Linked DNA regions of Mus musculus: region 2 is linked to region 1. A link is a contact called in public Hi-C data. All regions are on one chromosome and are shown on one strand. Each heading gives the region's core, a stretch centred on a gene start, on an enhancer-like site or on the middle of the called end of the contact. The rest is flanking DNA. Distances are from core to core; before and after follow the strand shown. Region 1 has its middle 15 kb from the start of Nppc. Region 2 overlaps Dis3l2 (DIS3 like 3'-5' exoribonuclease 2).

Region 1 (6,951 bases), core at 2,396-4,895:
CCTCTCTTTCCTGTACCTGAGTTCTCTTGTCTGAGACACTCAGACCCAAGAAGGCATTTGCAGAACCCTGCCAGGGACCTCCATGATTGCACAGGTCATTCTTTCTACCCACAGGATTTTGTGGGGGGATTTTTTTAGGAGTATTATGAAAGGTCAGATTAAGTTTTTAGAACTGACTAAAAATCACATCCATTAAATTCTATGTTTGTTTAGGTTAATGCACTGTTATTGAAGCGCTGGCTGTAACCACAGTGCTTTATTTACTCAACAAGCATTTATTGAGTATTTAAAATGTCCTGGGGCCTAGATGCTAGACATTCATTGTGAACAAGTCAAAATCTTGCCTTCTGGCACTTCCACAAACTGGCACAGAGCACAGTAAGACAGAGAGAGCAACGGGAAACCAGGGCCACAGACAGTGACAGCCTCTAGATGGCGTGGCTCAGGTCTGAGAGATGGGCATTTGACTAAGATGTCAATGGAACATGTTGGTAGATTAGTCTATGGCCAGACACTCGAGAGGGCACTTTAAGGAAAAAATGAGGTCTATCTATCTATCCACAGACTCTCACAGACCCACAGATGACCTTGAACTCTTGATCCTTTTGGCCTTGCCTCCCAAGAGCTAGGATTTCAGGCTTACCCACCACACCGATTGAAAACGATTTATTTAACTCACAGTTTCAGGGACCGACCACCCAGGATCAGCGGGCCTCCACTGTTCAGCCTCTTGTGGGGAACTCTGTGGCTGTGACATTGCGGAGCAGTGGTGGAGAAGGGGAGACTGCACGTGGAAGGGCCAAGTGCACGCCTGGGGTTGCCTCACCTTCTGACAGCTTGCTGCCTTCAGAATGAGAGAGAAACACGAACCCCTCTGAGAGCAATAGCCTCTAAGACCCAGTCACCTTCCTGTACCATACGCAGGTTCCACCACCTCCTACTCTGTCACACAGGGGACCCTCCCAGGATATTTGCCCTTGGGGATACTCTTGAATCATCTCCAAGATAGCAGTAAGTGACTGTCTCCGAGGAAACAGCTGCCCAGGCAGGGAATCCACAGACAAATGCAAAGGCCCTAGGTGAGAGGGGTCACGGTAGGTCAGAGGGGTCACACCTATGGGGAGCAACACTGGAAGAAAGGAGAAGCACCAGGTTGCTGTTGCTGGGAAACAGATGGACTAGGCCCGAGCAGAGGAAGGCCAAGCTCTGCTCAGGCCTGGCATGCCTTGGGAGGCAGGGTGGACAGCACTGACGGTTCGCATTAGACGGAGGGAGCGAGTAGAGGAGATGGCTTCAGGTTTTCTTCTGTAGACTCAGATGCAGGACACCCAGGGCTTGTAATCTGTGAGAGAGCAGAGCTTCATACTCCTGACCTCAGCACACTTTGCTTACTGACTGTGCCAACTGAGAAGACCCGTTAGGGTGGCTGCTCCCCCTGCAGCCCTCTGACCGACGGGCCATCCTGTCCCACGATGGATAAGAAGCTGCAGCTCACATGTGGGGTATATGCTCCACTGTGCAGTCCCCAAGTGTTGGTCTTGAGAGCAAAAGGTCAGAGACAGTCTCATCACAGGAAAGGGACAGAGCAGCAGCATGGCTGGGAGGCAGAGAATGCCACACAGCAGGGCGGTCAGCCCAGGGGACATAGAGGAGCCTTAAAACCTTGGTACAGACAATGGCAGGGGGTGAGGGGGCACTTCTGTTGTTTCTGCACAGGAAGGAGCACACACAGAGGAAGCCAGAGCGGCCCTTCGTTCCCAGCTCTTGCCTCTCCTTTTCTTTTTCCTGAAAAAAAAAAAAAAAAGACTTACTATGTAGCTCAGGCTGGCCTCAAACTCACAGAAATCCTCCTGCCTTAGCTTCACCAGTGCTGAAATTACAACTATGCACCGCTCTACCCAGCTGCAGCCTCTTTCTTTATACATAAACCTCCTCACCTGATACCCTGACAGTTCTTGTTGCTGAGGCCATCTCTAGGGACCTAGTCACTTTGGATTCAGTTGCTGGTAAGAGAATGTGGCTTTTTGTCCCTTCTGTCAGCCTCTGCTGTAGTCACTCCAGGACTCTGACTCCAGTGTGAAGTAGCTGGTCCTGTTCTCATCAGAAGGGACAGGTCAGGAGCCTTTGACCTGTCCTTGGCTTTAATAGATGTCCACTGAGTCAGGAAGATGAAAATGAGAAAGAGCCTAGCCTTTCAAACTCCATGAGGAATTTGAGACATTTTGGAAATAACTAGAATATCTAGAATACCTGGGAGACAACTGTTCTTCCAGTCATCTGGTTGTAGGCATTGGTAAGCCAGAGACCTTTGTTTCTTTTCTTTTTTTTTTTTTTTAAAGATTTATTTATTATTATATGTAAGTACACTGTAGCTGTCTTCAGACACACCAGAAGAGGGAGTCAGATCTTGTTACGGATGGTTGTGAGCCACCATGTGGTTGCTGGGATTTGAACTCTGGACCTTCGGAAGAGCAGTCGGGTGCTCTTACCCACTGAGCCATCTCACCAGCCCCGAGACCTTTGTTTCTTGATAGAAGTAGGAAGAATTATGGGGGAATGTTGGGTGGGGTGTGAGGACCCTTCAAAGGACAGAGATAAGGACGTGAAGAGGAAGGAGGAATAGCTGGGCAGTGTGCCGCCCCCCAACCTCCCGCTATAGGGGTCTGACTTGGGGGCTGAATGTCCAGAGGCTGGGAACAGAACCAGGAGAGGTGTTTATAGAGACCATGGACTTGGCCCAACAGTCCTGTCTTGGCCATTTGAGACCAGAGCCATCCCAGCTCTAGCCTTGGGTACCAAGAAAGCTGCAGATGGCTCCACCACAGAGTACCGTCCCTGAAGCACACTGCAGATAGTGGCCAGTCACCCTTGAGAAGCTGGTGAGCTCTCAACTGCCTGTTAGTTTGGAGGGAAAGGAGAGTGTGTGGTGTGGGTTGGTGTTGTCTAGAGGTGTAGTGCTTCTGGGATTTCCTGGGTGACAAGATGATGCTGTGAGTGTGTGAGTGTGTGTGTGTGTGTGTGTGTGTGTGTGTGACTTGCGTGTCACTGTTTTAGCATTTGCTTGAAGTTAGGAAGGATGGGTAATGGTGAGGTAGAACGTTCATGTCCTGGTGCTGTGGGAACTCACCCCTGCAGTCCTTCACTTGAGCGAGGGCCTGGAGCAGGGATAAGGCTAGGTTCTCGGGGCACTCAAGGGGGAACGATGAGGTCCCCACACCCGGCTCTAGGCAGCTGGACCCCACTGGGGCTGGACAGGTTCCACTGATGTGTTCTTGCTGATTAGTCTGGTCAATAAAGCTGCAGTACTATAGCCTTCAATGCTCTTAGGTTGCTGTCAAGGGAGCACCACCGGTCGCTATCCAGGGAGCACCACCACCGCACCATCTCTCAGAGGGTGTCTCCTGGCCTCTGGGAGATGCTAGGAACTGCCCTTCGAGGTGTGGTCCACTCTGCAGCTCTGGGAATTCCCACTTGTGGACAAGATGAAACACAATGCAGACCAGGGCTGGATATGTGACTTTGTGTGGTTTCCCCACTTACAGTATCCACATTCAGTGAACTGTTTACAGCATTGTCTTGGCATCATACACATCACCACAGCCACACTGAGGTCATCTTCCATTTCCCCCACCAAAGACACTCTGGTTCCGTCCTCAGCCTCCTGCTTACCATGCTGCATGCCAGCCTGTCCAGCTGCTGCTGTGCCCTGTACAGCTTTGCCCATTCTGCCTTTTATGCAAATAGAGTTGTCGACTATACAGAGTTTTATTCTACCTCCTTTCACTTATCCTGTTGTCCTCAAGGCTTATCTATACTACAGCACAAACCATTTCTTTTTTAAAAACCACTTCTTTAGTTTCTTTCATTGCAAATAATTGTTCCTTTGTATGGATGCAACACATTTTATTTATCTGCTCTCCAGGCAATGGTTGCTCAGGTTTTTTTTTTTTTTCTAAGTTATTTATGAGTGATGCTGCTGTGGATGTTTATATGTGTGCGTTCCTGTTATAGATCCTACCGGAAACATACAGGAATTTAACCATACAGGAATTTAAAAAGTTGTAGTTGCCCTAAGTGTGTGCTCCTGAGGTTATAGTCGTCACAGTTGGCAAACATCCTTCCATTTGTCACTGCTGTTCTAGCCGAGAGGCTGATGCCAGCCCTGACAGGAGATTTGCGGAAGGACATTGCTATGCTTTGAGTCTGAAATAGTTCATTTGTTTGAATCCTTGGTACCCAGCTGGTGCTGCTCTCTCAGGAGGAAGTCTAGCTGCAGGAAGTAAGTCACCAGTAGGCGGGAGGAAGGGTCACATGCCTCTCCACTTCTATCAGAGCTCTCTGCTTCTTGGCCCACTGAGATATGAGACAGCAAGAGTGTGCTCCTGCTGCCATGTTCCTGCTGTGATGGACTGACTGTGTCCCCAAAACTGCGAGCCAGGGCAATCCCTTCTTCCAGTTGCTTCTGACATTTATGTCATATATTTGGTCACTGTGATGAGGAAAGCAACTAATCGTTTTGCGAGGTCCTTGTGTGTCACACATGTGGCATGTGACATCTACAAGACAATCTCTGGGTCTCGGAGGAAGCATGCATGTAGGTCTGGATGTATGACTGACTTAAATGCATATGTGTGTTTTATAACTTTAATATTATGGAAGTACTTTACTATAAATACAAGTGTATAAATGAGCGACTATATTTGTTTACTGCTGGGGACATGAACCCAGAATTTAGGCATCATTGTCTAAAGTCACACAAAAGAGCCCCCACATTCTCTCCTGCTGAAGTACTTGTTCAGAGGCTCTGTTGGCGTGAGTCCAGGTCCACTGCCGCTGTGTGCCTGCCAACACTCTCTTGGCTCATGTACAGAGTTCAGACCAGCTTGGATCCTACAGGTCAAGGCGATAAATTAGTCTCAAGAGGGGTCCTTGATCCTTTTTCAGAGACATCATGACCCATGGTGCCCATCAAGTGTGGACCAGCTCTTCTGGACTCTGTTAAGACAGGACACCTGGTGGCTCACGCCTTTAATCCTAGCACTTGAGAGGCAGAGGCAGGAGGATTTCTGAGTTTGAGGCCAGCCTGGTCTACAAAGTGAGTTCCAGGACAGCCAGGGCTACACAGAGAAACCCTGTCTGGAAAAAACAAAACAAGAGGAAGACAGGACACCTGGGAACCTTATTCATGTCCTGCTCACATGTCCAGGGCCCCTCAGCAGATGTGATGAGGGCAGTGAATATTTCAATTTGGTTCTATGGCCAGAGGAACAATCTAAAGTCACTAAGTATTCCTCTCAGGAATGCAGTATGGACCAGTTTATGCCACACAGGAATTGTACTCTATGCTGACTGGGACTACATGAATCACCCGCACTGCTGCAGTCTGAATGTGTCCCCCAAGTTTCCTGTGTTGGAAATAATGTCCTTGATGCAGCAGAGTTGAGAGGTAGGACTTTTGGGGTGGAGCTGGGTCAGATAAACCTCGCCTTCATGAATCCACACATAACTTTATGGGTGAATGGGTCATTTTTAAAAAGGACTTGTTTCTTTTTAAATTTTATAAGTATGAGTGTTTGCTTGTATGTATGCATGTATACCATATGCGTACCTTGTGGCATTGAGGGCCGAAGTGGGTGTTGGGTTCCTTGGAACTGGAGTTGCAGGTGGTTGAGACATCATGACCCATGGTGCACATCAAGAGTGGACCGGCTTTTTTGGCCACCATGCTGGAAACTAAACCCAGGTCCTCGGCAAGAGCAGCAAGTGCTCTTAACCCCTGAGCCATCTCTCCTGCCCTTTAGTGGGTTATTGGAGGAGGTTGCAATAAAAAAGGCTCTCTCTCTAACACAATTGCTCTGTTTCACCTTGGGAAGTCCTCTGCTAGGTTGTAAATGCAGCCCAAAGATCATCACTAGGTGCCAAGCAGGTGCCAAGCAATGTTCTTGGATTTTTCCAGCATCCTGAACTTTGAGCTTAACAGAGCTTATTCTTTATGATGTATGTGGTTTTGTATATGTTGTTAGAGCAAAAATGGATTAAGATATTCAATTGTGCAAACACACACAGAGGGAGAGAGTGGGTGTGAGTGTGTGTTTTGTGTGCTTGTGTGTGTTTGCGTGTGTATGCATGTGTGTGTGTTCTGGGCTTGGCTGTCATGGAAAAGTATAGCAGCAGTTAAGGAGTCAGGTCTAGAGTAGACAGGTGATGTCTACAAATGGGAAGGATATTTGAACACTTGATATAAGTGGGAAGCCAAGAAGAATGCTGAAAGACACCAAGAGAAGTCTTGGTGGACCTAGCCAGTCTCGTTAGGGAGCGGGTCCTACCCCCAAAGGGAGAAGACACAGGAGAAGGCAGAGGGGGCTAAAGGGAGAAGACACAGGAGAAGGCAGAGGGGGCTAAAGGGAGAAGACACAGGAGAAGGCAGAGGGAGCTAAAGGGAGAAGACACAGGAGAAGGCAGAGGGGGCTAAAGGGAGAAGGCACAGGAGAAGGCAGAGGGGGCTAAAGGGAGAAGGCACAGGAGAAGGCAGAGGGGGCTAAAGGGAGAAGGCACAGGAGAAGGCAGAGGGGGCTAAAGGGAGAAGGCACAGGAAAAGGCAGAGGGGCTAACTTTATTGTTTCCTTTCTGAAGGAGCCTGAAGTTACTGTCTGTGATCTTGACTTTGATAATAATATAAATATGGATTTAATAAGTCTCATCAAAAACATTACAGAGCCACTGACAACTAAGAATAGGACGTCTGCCTGCAAGCCCCTGCAGAAGATGAAAGTGGAGCGGCAGCCCTGGGGGAGAGTTCAGTAAGAAAGGAAGGAAAACAAGGAGGCTTGAAAAGCAGATTCTGCAAGTCAAATGAGAAAGTCAGCTTAAGCGATTAATCGAACAATCAGGCCTCCTCACCAGAAGATGGTCGCTCCACTTCTATGTATTTTGATCTAATATGTTTTATAT
Region 2 (6,951 bases), core at 2,143-4,642, 310 kb after region 1:
AAGTTGGAAAGAGGCTTAAAGTGGCAGACTAAGCAGCATGGGCATCCTTCAAGGTAATAGGTTATGCTCAGTTTTGCAACAGTTGAGTGGCCTTCCTTCTAAGTAGAAACTCTCTTGAGTGCTCTGGATAAAGGAAAATTCAGCCAGAGTCAGGGCTAGCATATCAGTATCAGGGTCTGTTCCACATCACTGCCCCTTGAAACTTTGAGTAAATGCCCCGACATAGGCAGAGACACTTGTTCATAGACTAAAGTATTTATCAATGCTACAGAATCATGCTGGACAGTCACCTCCAATGTCAGCAATGCCTATCACAGAGCAAAAAGGAAAGAGAAGCAAGGGGTGGGGAAATGGAGAAGCTGTTTCTCCAGGTACTGCTGCTGCCTACGTTGAGATAAATACAGAGGGCAGATTCTCCCTAGTAGTTAGCTTTTAGTGCATGTGACTCTTGGCCACTGATTGTGGGGACCTAACCCTGCTCTTTCTATGTTTTGTTTTTGTTGTCATAGACTTGAGGTGTTATTGTATAGCTCAGGATCTCCCCACCTCTGTCATCATATCAAACCTATAGATCTAGTCTTTAGTGAACACTTCCTGGCCCAACCAAAAGTATCTGGGACCTATTCATCAATAGGAGACCAAAATCCAGCTCACCCAGCACATGGAATCCTGGGAAAGGGAAAGGCAATAGGACCTGATATAAATAGGATTGCAGGTTATCACCAGATACGAAAGAAGATGCACGGGAAGAGAGACAGCTCAGTCATTAGGAGCACTTGCTGCATAATCATGACCAAACCTCAACGATATCCCAGTAGCCAGATGTCCTTACAAAACACCTGTAACTCATGCTCTGGAGGATCTGATACCTTCTGGTCTCTGCTCGTGTTCAGGTACACACAGCTATAGATAACCACATACATCATGCAGGCGCACACACACACACAAACTCTAAAAGCAAAGAATATACTGAAGTCTGGAGTAAAGGAAGGTGTTATTCGCCTCAGCAACACACATATTAAAATTAGGATGCATATTAAAATTAGGATTAATACTGCCCTTGAGAAAGGCTTATATGCAAAGTTGAAGAGCGTCCATATTTTAAAAAATAAAAATTACTGAGGCAAACTTTATTTTCCTGGTTTTCCATTATTTTCATGAAATATCTAAAGCTAGGTATGAGGTTTATTAAGTTCAATTTTGTATCTTGACTCTTTGTTTGATAGTTGTTTGATTGGTTGATTTGGTTTGCTTTTATGTTGTTGCTGCTATTGTTGTTTGTTTTAGTTTTGAGACGAAATGTCATGTAGCCCAGGCCGACTTTAAACTCTTCATGTAGCCCAGGCTGACCTTAAACTCTTCATGTAGCTGAGGGTGGCCTTGAACCCTTGATCTCCTTTCCTCTATCACACAAGGATAAGATTAAAGGTGCATGCTGAACTTTGAAGACTGGAAGTCCAAATGACATAAGGCCACCTCTAGTGAGGGCCCTTTTCATCTCTTCAAGGCAGATAGTATGGCAATGACTGTATAAAAAGAAAACATCATATGGCATGTCAGACGGCTAGGATGAAAGGAGGAGCCAGTATTAGCCTCACCTGTCAAAGTTCCTACTATCTGTCAACACTGCTCTACTGAGAAACAGTCTCTGATTACACAAACCCTTGATGAGAGAACATTCAAATCATCTCTAAATTATAACAGAAGTTCTACCAACAATGATTCCATGAAGAGCTTTGCCACTGGTATAGGAAACTATAGACTATATCCAAAAAGGGAAAACCAGTGTCCACATTTGAACACTGTAAATGGAGACAAAGAAAATCACTTGATCGAGGTTTAGAATGCCAGACCTTAAGCACAGGCAGATTGGGTGTTATAGGCCAGGACTGTTGCTGTCACAAGGTAACCAATAGTTCAGGAGGTGAGAGGGGATGGGGAAGTAGAAATGGCAGTGTCTTGTTTCTTAAGTGATTTGGGGAAGTTTTGTTGCTTATTTGTTCATTTGATGGAGGATAAGGTACTGTTCTTATAGAAACATCAGTACAGGGAGGGTGGAAACACACAAAGGGAAGAAAACACCAGGCTCTCTATTCTCATGCTGTGTTTAAAGAATTCATGATGTTCAGATTCAGGTATCAGAACAGAAGAGTCTAGATTCCAAGAAGAGGCAGGGCTCAGAATGCAGAGGACAGAAACCAAGGAGAAGGAGGCAGGAAGAAGAACAGAGGACAGAAGGTAAGGGCCAACCAAGAAGGGAGTACAGGAAAGGCCAGTCTTGAGTGTTCACTGGTTCTGTATTTTAAAAACAACATGTGGTTATAGATTATATAATATATATTACTTTCCATATGGTCATATGTACACAAATGAAACGCATGGATTTCATGCCATCATGCTAACATTCTAAGAACCGGGATCCCATGGTGTTTGTGCTTTCAAGTCTTGGTTTATAGAATCTAAAATTCCTACAAGGAATTTTACAAGGAGTGTGTAACTTTGATAATTAAGAGAAAAAAATGAAAGCTGAGAAGTATAAACCATTCTGAGAAGCTTCAAGTGGAGCAACTGGAGTGTGACTGGCAGAGGAATATAGTCTGGAGTTAAGGGAAGCTCCACCTTTGCACTTGGGGAATCGAACCAGATGAGCAGGGAGATCACTAGCTAGAGCTCCAGGCTGAAGGCAGGAGACACTTGCCATGAGATAACAGGACCAGGGCATCCCTGAAAAGCTAGGGAAAATGGCTCAAGAGAGTAGTTGATGGAGAGTGCTAGAAAAGGCTTAAGTCTACCTTCTCTGTGTACAAGAGTTGAGTTTTCTGCTGAGAAAGAATGAGAAGGTAGAAGAATTGGAGGAGAGAAGTAATGCGTGTGAAGCCTGGGGGAAGATGCTATCAAGGCATGGCAGGAGCTGAGACTGTTTGTTGATGCATCCCTATATAGCCCAGCATGTTTTCCTGCCACCTTCAGTGTTTAGCCAGTAGGGTCCCAAGAACAAAGAAGGCACACTGTGAGATTGGTTACATGACTTGCAGTTAGGACAGTGGAGTTGGGCAGCTGGGGAACTGTGGTGAAAGTCCATAATAAACAGGGAGGGATACAGGCAGGGCCAAGAGAAAACTACCAAGCCCCACGGAAGCATAGGCACTGGCCCTATGCTTTCGGCAGCAGGACTTTCTCTACACAGAGATCCTTCCTGGTTATCTTGGTACTCTGCACCTCAGTCCGGCCCAGAATCTCTCCAGAGAGTGTGACGAGCCTCACACGGCCAATGTGCTGCATGGAGTCAGGCAGGGCATCTTTCTTCCTCCTCATCTGCCTGGGTAGAGTTTTGAAAAAGTGGCTTTAAAGAGAATAGCCCCACCTTGCCAGTCCTCTGCCACAGGAAAGCCTGCTGCACTCCGGGTTGAACAGGAACGCATGCACAGTGACCCCTGGAGGACCAGTGGATTTATGAGAGGCTGTGATGTGCCAAACCACAAATGTGATCGTAACCTCTTAATTTCTTCTCCTTTGAAAGGCAGAGGCCTAACCACCTATTTACAAAACTGGATGAACATGCACTGTTTCCTCTGAATTCCATCTGATTCCTTACCCAGAATCTAGTAGAAAGTGTATTAAAAGGACTGTCCCTTAAAAATTAAATGCATTTCTGCTGCCACAGCTTCTTCATGAAACTTGAGGTCTTTGGCATCTGACCAGTGGGAGGAGCAAAACAGTTTTGATAACCAGGACAGCTACAGGGTATACTAGTGGATTTTTTTTTTCCAGAGGGTTGCCAAGAAAATCTTTCCTTTCTACTGAAAGTACTAATTGCTATGGGCATTTTTTTGAGAAAGATGCTACTATAGAATATCTGTCAGCAAGGATTTCATAAACTGTTGGGATTTGGTTTTTTTATTTGTTTGTTTTTGTTTTGTTATTGCACGAATGTGTGTGACAGACAGACAGACAGACAGACAGACAGACAGGGAGAGAGAGAGAGAGAGAGAGAGAGAGAGAGAGAGAGAGAGAGAGCACATAGAAAACAGCAGGATATTTATCTTATACCAAAAGCCATCCATCTGTGCACTAATAGTGCCTGCCTGCTGTGTGGAGTAGATAGAAGGACAAAGCCAGACTGACTTGCCTTTGTTCTTGGGGGTTCCATATCCTGGGGGCACCTAACAAGGGATCAGGATACAGGGTGGTCAGGACCTTTCCAAGTGCTGTAGAAGAGCTCGGAGGGTGGAGTAAGTAGCTAATTCTTTGGGACTGTCCCACAGCCTCTGTGAAAGATCAGGGGAAGTTATAGAACAGTACATTCTCTGCCTGGGGGAGTCTGGAGAAGCATGGAAATGGCAAGGATCTGAGTGTAGAAAGATAGCCAAAGTTTGCCTGAAGCAAGGTGTCCAGAAAGGTGTTCCAGAAAATGGGAACACCATGTGCAGAAGCTGGAGCAGCGAGCAGGCAGGCAGGTGAAGGGCTCGCAGCGGGTGGGCCCATGGGCTCGAGCTGTGTGTGCCCTGCACAGGGCTGAATGCGGGCTGAGCCAAGTGGCACAGGGCTTGGACACCTTCAGCTGATTGTTAATGCGCATTTCAGAGCAATTTCGCTTTGAATAAAACCCATGTTCAGAATCGTTCTAGCATGTTGGGTTATCAAGAAGTGCTGGGCTCAGAGTCTGACTCGAGGTCGCTGTCCAAAGCCTTTCTGATTTCCACCTGCTGCTACCTCCTCTGTACTGCCCTCAGCTGCTTGATGATCTTAAGACCTGAGCTCTACCCCCCTTTTCATTCTATACATAAAATTTTAGCCCTTTCTTGTTTATGAAAATAGATCAAGATTACTATGTATAAAAAACATAAAATTATATTATGTATAACATAGTTTATAAATGCATAACTTAAGAGATGCCTTTGGGACACTGCTATTAACTGCATTTCCACCTTTATTTGGACTTCACCTGTTTTTTCCATCAGTGTTTTCTGTCTCGGGGTCCAGTCTAGGCCCAAGATACAATGACTTTCTTTTGACAAACACTAAAGCATGATGACCAAAGTCATGTTGTGACTAAAAGTCTTATAACTGAAAGTATGATACTTCCTTGAACACTGTCCAATTAAAAGCAACAACAAAAATAAATATTGAGCTCTGGACTAATTGTTGCAGCCAGTTGCCACAGAACATCTGGTGTCGTCATCTGGCAATGAAACCCAGAAAACGTGTGGGTTTTGCTCAGCCTCAATGATAGTGCACCACAGACTGGGTGACTTCACCAACAGACCTATATAGTTGTTCCCAGCTTCAGGTGCTAGCCAGTGTGATTCCTGGTGAAAACCTACCTCTCTCATATGTGGCTGTGTCCTCATATGGCCTTACCTCTGCACCTCCATGGAGAGAGGGACTGTGTGTTTTTTTGTCCTCTCATCCTTAAAATCAGTTTTGTGTAACTAGGTCCCACCCTTATGACTTCATTTAACCTTTGTAATCACTTAATAACCCTGTCTTCAAATACTGTTAAACTGGAGACTACAGCTTCAGTATATCAATGGGGAGGTACAATTCGGTTCACAGCATAGTTAAAAGGCTGAAATTATATAAAAAATTTTAACTTTGTAACTTTGTCACAAAACAGTGTATATGACACAAAAACTCTATAGTGTGTTGGTGTAGATGAAGACGCAGTTTTTTTGTTTTGTTTGTTTTGTTTGTTTTTTGGGGGGTTTTTGTTTGTTTGTTTGTTTTTTTGGTTTTTTCGAGACAGAGTTTCTCAGTATAGCCCTGGCTGTCCTAGAACTCACTCTGTAGACCAGGCTGGCCTCAAACTCAGAAATCCACCTGCCTCTGCCTCCCTAGTGCTAGGATTAAAGGCGTGCGCCACCACGCCCAGCTACAATGCTTTATAAAACAATGGACATACAAGAAAATGTAACATATTAGAACACATTTTAACTTATTACTAAAGCTAATGGGGTGCTGAGGCTACAGCTGGCCTAGCATGCACAAAGCCCTGGGTTAAACCCCCAGCGCAGCATAAACCAGGTATGGTTGTGCACACCTGTAATCCCAGCACTCAGGAGGTGGGGAATCACAAGTGCAGAGTCATCTTCAGCAAAGCCATCCTTTGAGGCAAGCCTAAGCAACACAAGACCCTGTCTCAAAGCAAACAAACAAAAACCAAAATATCAAAGTGTTTGCGTCCTTTGAGCTGACGGTATTAAAAAAAAAAAAAAAAAAGAAACAGACAAGAGAAAACACCCTATAGGTGGAACAACAATATGAACTAACCAGTACCCCCAGAGCTCGTGTCTCCAGCTGCATATGTAGCAGAAGATGGCCTAGTTGGCCATCATTGGGAAGAGAGGCCCCTTGGTCTTGCAAACTTTATATGCCCCAGTACAGGGGAACACCAGGGCCAAGAAGGGGGAGTGGGTAGGCAGGGGAGCAGGGTGAGGGGAGGGTATAGGGGACTTTCTGGATAGCATTAGAAATGTAAATGAAGAAAATACCTAATAAAAAATTGAAAAAAGAAAAGAAGAAAAAGAGAAAACTTCAATAACACTTTCATATAGAAGCTGTTACCAAAGTTTTCAAGTAATCACTGGGTGTAAAACTTCTAGAATACTGCCAAACACCTATTAATTTCTGTTACCAATACCAGCCATGCATCTTCAATTTCTTCTTCTACATCAAGCACATGCTTTCTATGGAAACAGCACATTACAGAAACTTCACAAAGTGAGAGAAACCATGGGGATTGGTTTTGATTTTACTAATAAAGAAATTTACTAAATTTACATAAATTCAGTGTAACAGCCCTCCCTTCCCAGTAAATTGAACCCAGTACAGGGTTCAACAGTATATGTCAAGTTAGGCCACAGTAAGTATAGGAAAGAAATGGTTTATAATGCTATTTCAATTTGGGAAAGAGTGTAGGTGGTAATATTATAATCAAGAAAAATATGGGAG

Evidence for each region. A called contact is a pair of places that touch in the nucleus more often than the background predicts.
Region 2: a Hi-C map of muscle stem cells shows a contact between it and region 1, with 2.2 times the contacts expected there. The contact joins two enhancer-like sites. A contact is called at or near these places in 9 of 39 promoter capture datasets (the 3T3-L1 cell line, the C10 cell line, embryonic stem cells and 2 more), 2 of 15 datasets of contacts at CTCF or cohesin (embryonic stem cells and large pre-B cells), 33 of 484 Hi-C or Micro-C datasets (the 3T3-L1 cell line, the AML12 cell line, the G1E-ER4 cell line and 19 more), 8 of 115 datasets of contacts at active chromatin or transcription factors (embryonic forebrain, embryonic hindbrain, embryonic stem cells and 5 more) and 1 of 9 other capture datasets (embryonic stem cells).

The regions. Positions count from the first base shown.
Region 1 is chr1:86,652,441-86,659,391 of GRCm38.p6, forward strand. No RefSeq gene overlaps it. Among named protein-coding and RNA genes, the nearest start is that of Nppc, 15 kb to the right of the region's middle. Within about 2 kb of position 3,646, at least 3 of the 459 cell types and tissues checked have an H3K27ac peak or open chromatin away from gene starts, as enhancers often do. A contact at or near this core is called in muscle stem cells, where this site is marked.
Region 2 is chr1:86,965,044-86,971,994 of GRCm38.p6, forward strand. All of the region lies in intron 11 of Dis3l2 (DIS3 like 3'-5' exoribonuclease 2), which reads left to right. Among named protein-coding and RNA genes, the nearest start is that of Gm41909, 40 kb to the left of the region's middle. Within about 2 kb of position 3,393, at least 5 of the 459 cell types and tissues checked have an H3K27ac peak or open chromatin away from gene starts, as enhancers often do. A contact at or near this core is called in muscle stem cells, where this site is marked.